Linked DNA regions of Mus musculus: all the other regions are linked to region 3. The links are chromatin contacts, called in public Hi-C and Micro-C maps. All regions are on one chromosome and are shown on one strand. The core of a region is the stretch at or near the end of the contact, and the rest is flanking DNA. Distances in the headings are between cores, read along the strand shown. Region 1 holds the start of Hoxd13 (homeobox D13). Region 2 holds the start of Hoxd10 (homeobox D10). Region 3 holds the start of Gad1 (glutamate decarboxylase 1).

Region 1 (2,851 bases), core at 21-2,520, 4.1 Mb before region 3:
CTTTAATCTCTTCTACTGTGTTTGGGAGTTTATGGGCTCTAAGAAGCTTCAGTGGTCATTGGAACCCCACTTGAAAACACGGGGACCCAACTCTGGCACCTTTCAGAAACCTCTTTAGTCAGGGGAGTGAGGAAGGGAGGGGGATGGGGTTAGGGAAAGGGGAAAGAGGGAGGGAGGGAGAGGAAGGGGGAAGCAGCAAAGGTAACGAAAGATCTTGAACTTTAGTGGATAAAAAGCACTTGTGCTTCACGGGAAGGAAAACATAGCAGAGGCGCTTTTAATTGGGAAAGTCAGAGATCACAGAGACTAAACAAATTTTTCTAGTGGATTATACCTGGTCAGGCCTGGAATATAAGTAACCACTCCCAAATAGGGGCTTTTCTTTTTTCTCCCTCCCCTTTTTTCGTTGCTCCTACCTGGAAAGGATGATTTCCAAAAATGGGACCCCTGTGGCTGATCCTTGGCACAGTACACCTGGCTGTTCCACCCGTTGGCTAGCGTCCAGGACTGGTAGCCCTCCATGGAGATGTATGCCTCGTGCCGAGGTTCCCCGGATCCAAAAGTGGACACCATGTCGATGTAGCCAGGCACGTGCTGATAGGGACTTGTGTAGCCCTGGTAGAAGGACACTTCCTTGGCTCTTGCGGGCACCTCGTTGGTCGGTACGCTGCTGCTCGCCAGGCCCGACACGTCCATGTACTTCTCCACCGGGAAACCTCCGAGAGAAGCGTGCGGGGACGACTTGAGAGCGTTCTGCTGTAAGCCTACGCCGTGCGACATGCGGCAGCTGTAGTAACCGTTGCCGAAGTGGTAGCCATAGCCCAGCGCGGGAGCGCCCGGCGGTGCTGCAGCGGTCGCGGCGGCCGCTGGCGCGGGACACTCTTTGGCCACAGGAGCCTCGGGGCGAGTGGCGATCACAGCCGAGGATGACGACGACGACGAAGAGCCTGTGCGCTCAGAGGTCCCTGGGTAAGCGAAGCTGGATGCTGCCGCCGCTGCCGCCGCCGCTGCTGCGGCCGCCGCCGCCGCGCGTCCGGAATGTGTCCCCGCGAACACCGGCGCCGACAGGAAGCCGCGACACTGGCCAGGCGCTGCTACGGAGGAGGAGGAGGAGGCCGGTGCCGCCCCAGCGGCCCCGCCGTCCGCCCGCAGCCCATCCATGTCCCAAGTCCCCGAGCGGCTCATGGCCCGGCCTGGCCCGGCCCGGGCCCCGGCCTCGGCCCCGCGCAGGACACCATGGCGCGCTGCGCCTCCTCCCTCCTCGCTGTGTTCCGCGGCGCGCTCGCTCCCGCCCTTTCCCTCCCGTCCTCTCTCCCTCCGCGAGCCTCCCGCCTCCTGCCCGCCCGCCCGCCCGCCCGCCCTCCAACAGGTTAGCTCATCGCGGGACGTTTATAAAAACGAAGTTCAGGTTGGGAGGGGGCCTGGGACGGTCAGGGGGCCGTCTCCCGCCCCGAGGGCGCCGGCCGGGGACCCTGCCATTGGCTGCGCCGGGACACGTGGGGGTGGGGGCGCGGGAGAGCCTGGCTCCCAGCCCAGGTCCGGCTGGACCCACCCACCCGGTCCCCACCCCTCTTCAGCCCTTTGGGAGGCCCACCTCGCATCCCCGCCCTCCCCCAGACCCAGGAGTTGACTTTGCAGCCACCCCCTGATTGCGCGACGGCCCATCTCGGGCCTGTCTGCGAGGCGGGCGCCGAGGCCTGCGCTTCATCTCCGCAACCGTTGTTTTTGCCACTGCTCTTTGGCTCCTCGAGCTGCACACCAAAGTGAGGATGAAGGACAGAGATGAGCAGAATGACGAGAAAACAGAGCAATTCTATTTTTAAAAACCTGTTGCTCATCTTTCCTTAGTCTACCGCGTCACCCCAAATTCGAGACAGCTCATCCTACCTTGAACATACCTAACGAACGGGTAAAAGTATTCCACACATAGGACATCAGTCGGAGTAGATCCTTCCTATACAGCACCATCGGCCCACAAAAATACTCACGAAACAGTCTTGGGGCAGCATCAGAGACTTAGAATTCATCTCGAAGCCGCAAGCCTGACAATCGGCGCAACTAGGAAGTCCACAGATGTTCGGTTCACGTCTCTGCTCTTGGCCAGCCGGCAGTCACTTTGCCAGGCTGGCCTTAGCTTCAGCTTGGCCTCCTCCTGCCCAGCCCAAAAGACTCCGTACCAGCGCGGGAGGAGAAAGCCACTCAATAGAGTGCCACGAATCTTCTGCGCCTCGCCCACAGCATACCGGCCTCTAGCTTTTTGCAGCCACCACCCACCCCCGCCCGTTACTCACACCAATTAATTGAAAACTTCACTTTCCCAGGGACCTTTGTTTCGCTTCCTTTTCCAGGCTGCCAACAGCAGGGAATTGAGTGTGTCAAGTCAAGGGGGTGTCCTTTCTTCTCTTCTCGTCTCTTTTCTTTTCTTTTCTTTTCTTTTCTTTTCTTTTCTTTTCTTTTCTTTTCTTTTCTTTTCTTTTCTTTTCTTTTCTTTTCTCTTCTCTTCTCTTCTCTTTTCTTCTTCTTCTTCTTCTTCTTCTTCTTCTTCTTCTTCTTCTTCTTCTTCTTCTTCTTCTCTCTCTCTCTGTCCGCCCCCCCCCCCCCCACCACCACCAAGTAAAGTCCGGACTGGTGACAGGCGCAGTCCGAGTTCATAGAACTTCATAGGGACAGAGTAGGCTCTAGTTGTGAGTACCGGAGGAGCTAATACCAGATAGAGTTAGGTAGGGTGGCTCTAATCGCTCTGTATTTCCACCTCCTCTCACAGAGTCTTAACAACTTATGGGTCGTCCTTGTGAGCTCTGATTTGAATCTAGGTCGGTCTCCTGAGAGCTATTTTAGACTTGGTTAGTCA
Region 2 (3,131 bases), core at 170-2,669, 4.1 Mb before region 3:
ATCTGTTCTCCCCCTCCTCCGCCTTTGCCCCCTTTGTAGAAGATTGCAAAGCCTGCGGCACTTTCGCCAGACAAAGCCAAGGTTACCTCTGCTTCCCCACCCAAGCACCAACAGGCCAAACCATTTCCTTTCCCTCTTAGATCGCAGGATGCGGGGTGCAAACCCTTGAACACAAACACGGTGTCTTAGGCTACCTTAAAATGATCCCTGGGTTCAAGGCAAAAACTAGGGCTGCAAATCTGAGCCAAAGAAAAGCGGGCACTGGAGCCCTGTTTACAAACGGCTGGTCTCCTTTTAGCTCTTTTGTTGTATTTCGGATCTGGCTCAAGACTGATAAACCCGGCAAGCCTGTCCTCTGCCCAGGCGCCATCAGCTTGGGGCCAGGTCTGGCCGGAGCAGCGGGAGAGAAGCCCCGACCCTTTCAAGGCAGGGATATCCCTTCTAAAAGCCGGGTGGAGCAGCACCTGCGGAGTATGGGCTCTGGGCTCCGCTGCCCGGGCTCTGCTCTGGGCACCCGAGCGCTCCCTTTTCGAGGTTTTACCGGACTGCACGCCCCGCTGGGGTGGCAACTCTGTTCATACCGACCTTTGCTTTCCTTCTCCTGCACTTCGGGACTGGACACGGAAACCTCAGCCAGGCAGCTCCTGTCTTCTGGAAGGCCGCCTTTGGCCTCGGGGCTCTCCACTTGGGAGACTTTAGTGGGCTCCTGGCCGCTCGCGCTTTCGTTCATCTTCTTTTCCATCTGCAGCTGGGCAGCCGAGAGCTGCGGCTTGGCCGCGCCACGAGGGTTGAGCTGGAGCATGACAGTGGAGCTGCCTTCGGGGCTGTTATTGTACTCTTGGGTTTTCCCGGTGGCGTAGGTCTGACTCAGTCTAAAATATCCAGGGACAGGAACCTCGGGGTTCTCAACAGGACAAGACTCGGGGACCAGCCTCTGGTACGAAGGGACCTCGGCAGAAATGAGTTTGTTGCGCTTATCAGAATACATGCAGCAATTGGATTCTTCTTTAATGTTGGCGGTGAATGAGCAAGTGGGGACTTGCTGTGTAACAGGTTGCTCTATTCGACAAGATCTGTTCGGGTCTGTCCAACTGTCTACTTGAGGTATATAAGGATGTACATTCATACCCATATTTTGGTGGTTCACTTCTCTTTTGGCCAAAGACGGGAGCAGTCCACAGGTTTGCATTCCATAGGTCCCCATGTCTGCGCTAGGTGGTGGCATGTACATGCTGGCGCTGCTCGAATAAAAACTGTCACTCCTGCAGGCACTGATCAAGGAATCTACTAAAAAAGTATTAGCAGCAGGAGAGCTGTTGGGAAAGGACATTTTGGGGAGGAATTTGAAGAAGAGAGATTGTGTCCTTTGTAGGCTGACATCGCTAGGAAAACATTCCCGGTGTAATTGTGGATGCCTCTGCCGACCACATGACAACCAAGCCAATGAGATTTGAAAATGGCCTTGAGCCGCAGCCTCCTTGCAGGTCACGTGTTCCCCAGCCCGGCCGGCTGGCCGCGTAAGCACGGACAACAGCGACATCTACTAAGCGCCTGTGATAGTGCGCGTTGGAGACAACCGGCCCAGAGCTCTGCTGCCGGCCAGCCTGTCTCCCGGGGCTTGTTTGGCCGGCCGGCCTGCCCCACTCGAGTCCCCCACCCGGCCACCGGGCCCCGCCAGCGGAAGGAAAGGCTTGATTCGAGGGGCCTCCGGGAGGACACGCGTACTGAGGAAAGTCAGAGCGCTGTGGCGCCTGCTCACAGAAGCGCTCTCCCTGCACATACCCAGGCAGAACGCGCCCAAGAGGGCCGGTTCCCAGGAAGGGATAGGGGCGCGGGCTGGTTAATTTAGTACTGGGCAGCCAGGAAGGTGAGTCCGATTTCTCTAGTTCGGAAACATCCCTCCCTAGGGTTCCAAAGGGGGCTGTGTGAAAATCTTCAGTGCAAAGATTGGACCAAGGTGTCGGGGAAGCACTGGCGAATAGGGCCCCGAGGGTCGAGAGGCCACCACGCAGCTGGGCAAACCCGAAGCTCGGATGATGGTTCCAGCCCGTAGCTACCCCCTCCTTAGATCTTTCTGCTAGAACTAAGGGGGGGGGGGAATCGGCACCCACGAGCTCCTGGAGCCTTGACTCTGAGAGTAACCACACCCTGACCTTTGAGGACCGGCCGCTGGGAGCTTCCTAGCTTGGAGATAATCCTTCGCCAGCCGTTCCCTATTCGCGAAAGCGTCTCTCCGGCTCCCAGAAACAGCTAAAGCCAGATTTCCTTCCCCTGATAACACAGGGCAGAGAGAAAGGAAGGGAAAAAGAAATTTTTTTTCAAAAGAAAAGGGAAAACTCTGATCCCCGGACTCCACAAGTTTTAGAAAACCGGGCCAGAAGAAAAAATAAAAATAAAAAGAGGAGAGAGCAAAGCAAACTTGTCATTTAGATCTTCTGCAAAGAAAAATATGTTTTCCTTTTATGGATTTTGTAAAAGCATTGGTTTCTGACAAGTGCAAGGTACAAGGGGTTGTGGAATTTATTAATACATATTAAGAAGAATCAGGGCGATCAATAAAATTCTCATCTACATTCTTGGGCTACTTGGTAATTTTCTTGCTTCTGAAGGTTTTTAAAGAGTTATACCCGCTGTTGCCACAAACGGGAAGATATTTTATTAACAAATCAATCGAGACTTTGTAAAGGATAAGATTAATAGTTAAGATTTAGCATAATGGCGTTTGCTTTATGAATTATTGAAAATTATACTATTGATTTTTCCCCTCCGCTACTAACCAAGAAGGTCAATTTTTGTTTTAACACAAATCGTCAAATATTAAAAGCTATACTTTTGTCAGAAGTTAAATTTTATAGTTTTGGACGATCCCTAAAATTCTTTGACAAGGTTTTGTTTGGGCAAGAAGGGAATAAAGAGGGAGAGTCTAAGTCTTCCGTTTCCTCTGGTGAGGGAAAGTTTTATAAAGAGGATATGGTCTGGGGTTGTGGTCCAGCTCATTAAAGAACAACCACTGCCACAACCACCGTGGAAACTCAGAATTTTATGAGAAACTTGAACAACTTCCTCCCTTCTTCTTTGGTTGCAGGCGGCGAGCCGCCTTGCGGAAGCCCGGGGCCTTAGGACAGCAGCAG
Region 3 (3,198 bases), core at 218-2,717:
CACAGTAGCCCCGGGCGACTCTCAAGTCTAGAGGCGCAACGGGGTGCTCCGAGTGAGGCTCACAGCTAAGGGGCGCCGGAGGCGGGTGCAGGACGCGAGGGATGGGGTGAGGATAGGGCCAGGAGCACTAGGGAGCACTCATCGAGCAAATTCCAGCCCAGCCGAGACAAGCCCCATTGGGCTCCCAGCAGCCTGGTGAACGGGCAGAAGAGGAGGGGGGAGGGCGTGCGGGGCGGGCACGTCTGGTTCGGTGTCTGGCTCCCGTTGTTGTGTCTGGCCAATTCCTTGGAAAGAAGGAGGCTCACAGCGCCGGGGACAGGGACTTTGGTGAGACAAGGTGAGAAGAAATAGGTCCTCCGCCCCTCAGGACTTGACCCGCTAAGAATCAGTCACCTTGCACTCCAGACAGCCAAAAGGCAGCGTGTCGAAGCCTTGCTGATCAGTTTCTTGTCCCACCTCGTTTCTAGCTTTCTCAACCCTAGAGCGAGGCTCCGTCCCAGATTCACTGTTTCTACTCTACCTAGTCCCCAGAGTTCGTTTCACTGAGCCAGAGAAGGTGGCAGAGGGTAAAAAGGAGACCGTCACCCGGTGGCGAATTTGCGCCTAGGGCGCAAGAGACCTCGGATAGAAGAGTGCGCGGTTCCCCTATTTGGTGTTTGTTCGTGGACAGAGTGAGGGAGAGAGGGCGAGAGAAGAGGAAGAGATGGGGAGAAGGAGCGGGCGAAAGAATGAGAGGAGAGGGAGGAGAACGGTAATCTGGGTAAATCTAAGACCCCGCAGAGCGCAGCCCACCAGCCGCCTTTTGCGTGTCGTCCCTCGGGCCGAGCATCTGTCCCCCCCCCCCCCCGCAACCTCCGCGCGCTCTCGCAGCTCCGCGGGCGGCGGTGGGACGCGGGTGCTGGGGAAGTAACAGGTTATCGCTCCTCGCACCTTCTGCCGCTGCTACCCAGGCGCGTATCCGACAGCCGTGAGCTCCGATCCCCCAAGCGCAGGCAAAAAATGGCTCTGGGGTCACTTCAGCCCTTATGTGTCCTCCCGAATGAAATTGATAAGGGTTTCAAGAGCGAGGAGGGTAGGGGATGGGTGCGCCAAACCACAGCTGCGACAGGACTGGCGGGAAGCACTCGGCTGTGGAAGGTGGGCGACAGGCGCGTGCTGGTGGGGTGAGGCAAAGGGCTGGACAAGAAGCCGCAGGCTGAGGGCACCGGGTTGAATAACCGAGGCGGGGCTCTGGCAAGTCCGGGCGATCCGGTATTTACCCACCTCGGTTCAGCGACAGCGAGCTGGACCCTCCCGCGACTCCTCTGCGAAGCGTCCCGGGGCTGGGCTGGGCTCGGCTCTGTCACAGGAGTACGTGCTGGGTGTCACCCCAGGGCTGCTTCCTTGCTTGCACGATCCCTGGTCCGGCACGGGAGAGCCTGAAGAAGGGAGAGATCCGGAGAGGCGGCCGCTGGGCTTGGGGGAGGCGGGGGCGGAGTGGGGAGGCGGGGACCCGCTCGGCGGGGGGAATCACGAGGCCGTTGCTCGCGGGGGCAGCTCGTCCGCGGAGCGCTGGGGCTCCTTTGCAGGTGTCTGACTGCCTCTGGAGCTTTGTAGGGCGATTATAAATCCAGCTCACGGGTTTGCGACCAGAAAGGAGGGTGTGTGTGACAAAGTCCTATGAGTAATCCAGAATGCACTCAGCACGCTCTGTTTTTTGTTTGTTTGTTTGTTTTTTGTTTTTAAATTATTTTTGAGATAGGCGATGTTGGGTGAGGGCAAGGGAAAATATAATTCCTACGAAGAATTTTGTCTCACTGGGTGATTCTTCCTTCCCCTCTTCCTAGCCCTCCATCCCGTATCTTGGAGAAGACTAGAATATTTGCTTTGCCTTGATCAATCTCCTGTGGTTGTCCTGGATTGGCGATTCCAGAAGGTTTTCTCTGGGTGGTGTCCTAGGGAGCGCTCTACTGAGCCAGTATGGCTGTACAGGCAAAGCGGAGATGAGGGGACCACCCAGACAGACCCTGGAGTTTCTGCACTCCCGTTTCTTCTTCCAGTCCATCTCCACACTACCTCGTTCGAACACAGCTACCTGGCACCACAAGAGGCAAGGGGTCTATTTCCCTTTCTCTGAGCCCTCTCCCTGGAGAGGGGTAAAAGAAATCTTCGTAATTGATCATGTCTGAAGGTTAATAACACGCACGAGTGCCGCTCCACACGCCTGGGGCAGCAGAGCATGGAGGGTGGCTCCGGGAAGCCAGGACGGCACTCCGTGTCTTGGCCCGCTCTCCTCGCTTCTTTTCAGTTTCACGCTGTTCAATGATTCTCTCTTGGCAATATTTAAGCACATTACTGAGCGGGGTGAAGTCCCCCACCATAAAAAGGCGGTATTGGAAAAAATTTCCACCAGAGGGCGCCAAACACACAGAGACCCCGTGCTGGCGGCCTTTTCCCTGGTGCGCCCTAGACAACACCTGGAGATGCCCGAAAGGCTCTGTAACGGCCGGCCTCTTCTAGCCTTCTCGCCGCTACCTCCTGGCTTTCTTTTTCCTCTCCCTCCGTTTCTCATCCTTTAGGGGCAAAACAAACTGGATTTTTGGGCCTGTCTGAGTGATGGGGAGTACTCTATGATCGCTTTACTCGTTTTCATAGAGATTTCCCTCATATTGTGGAGCAGCAGACCGGTTTATTCATGTGCACCTCTGGGTCTTCGATGGTTTATCCCAGGCCTGTCTCTTTTTTTGTGACCATCTTAGCGACTTTCATCACCACTCAACGGAAACATCAAAAACAAATAGTATAAATCACCGAAATTTTCGTGAGGGAGCTGGAAGCCTCAGGGCTGGGAGGATACGGTCTGATCAACAAAAGGGATTGAAGTAACTAAGCTGCTCCTTGCGACCAAAGAGAACATTGCTGTTTTCTCTGGGCCTCACATAAAAGCCCCCGCACATTTTAAAAACAAAAAGCACCCGAAGGGTGGGCTGAGCTGAGTTGGAACAGAAGTTCCCCTGCGATCCTGTTAGGTATGTATGTGTGTGTGTGTGTGTGTGTGTGTGTGTGTTTCACGAAGGAAATGGCCCCTCAAACCACGCACCTCAGAGCTTTTCAGAATATCTTGAAACTGTTTACGAGGAGGTAAACTCGGAGTTTCTTCCACGCCCCCTTTCCTGGCCTTCGTTAAAAGATATAGTGACATCAGTCAGGAATCTGGGT

Evidence for each region. A called contact is a pair of places that touch in the nucleus more often than the background predicts.
Region 1: a Hi-C map of cerebellum shows a contact between it and region 3, with 4 times the contacts expected there. The contact joins the promoter of Hoxd13 here to the promoter of Gad1 in region 3. A contact is called at or near these places in 3 of 484 Hi-C or Micro-C datasets (cerebellum and embryonic stem cells).
Region 2: a Micro-C map of embryonic stem cells shows a contact between it and region 3, with 9 times the contacts expected there. The contact joins the promoter of Hoxd10 here to the promoter of Gad1 in region 3. A contact is called at or near these places in 3 of 484 Hi-C or Micro-C datasets (embryonic stem cells and epiblasts).

Annotation. Positions count from the first base shown.
Region 1 is chr2:74,666,644-74,669,494 of GRCm38.p6, reverse strand. Hoxd13 (homeobox D13) reads right to left here and starts at 1,270. Exons shown (of 2, transcript NM_008275.4): 1 at 417-1,270. The coding sequence starts at 1,185. Gm31790 (a long non-coding RNA gene) reads right to left here. Exons shown (of 3, transcript XR_374674.2): 3 at 2,604-2,851.
Region 2 is chr2:74,690,179-74,693,309 of GRCm38.p6, reverse strand. It overlaps Hoxd10 (homeobox D10), which reads right to left and starts at 1,419. Exons shown (of 2, transcript NM_013554.5): 1 at 586-1,419. The coding sequence starts at 1,330.
Region 3 is chr2:70,560,398-70,563,595 of GRCm38.p6, reverse strand. It overlaps Gad1 (glutamate decarboxylase 1), which reads right to left and starts at 1,467. Exons shown (of 17, transcript NM_008077.5): 1 at 1,264-1,467. It overlaps Gad1os (glutamate decarboxylase 1, opposite strand), which reads left to right and starts at 239. Exons shown (of 3, transcript NR_040496.1): 1 at 239-337.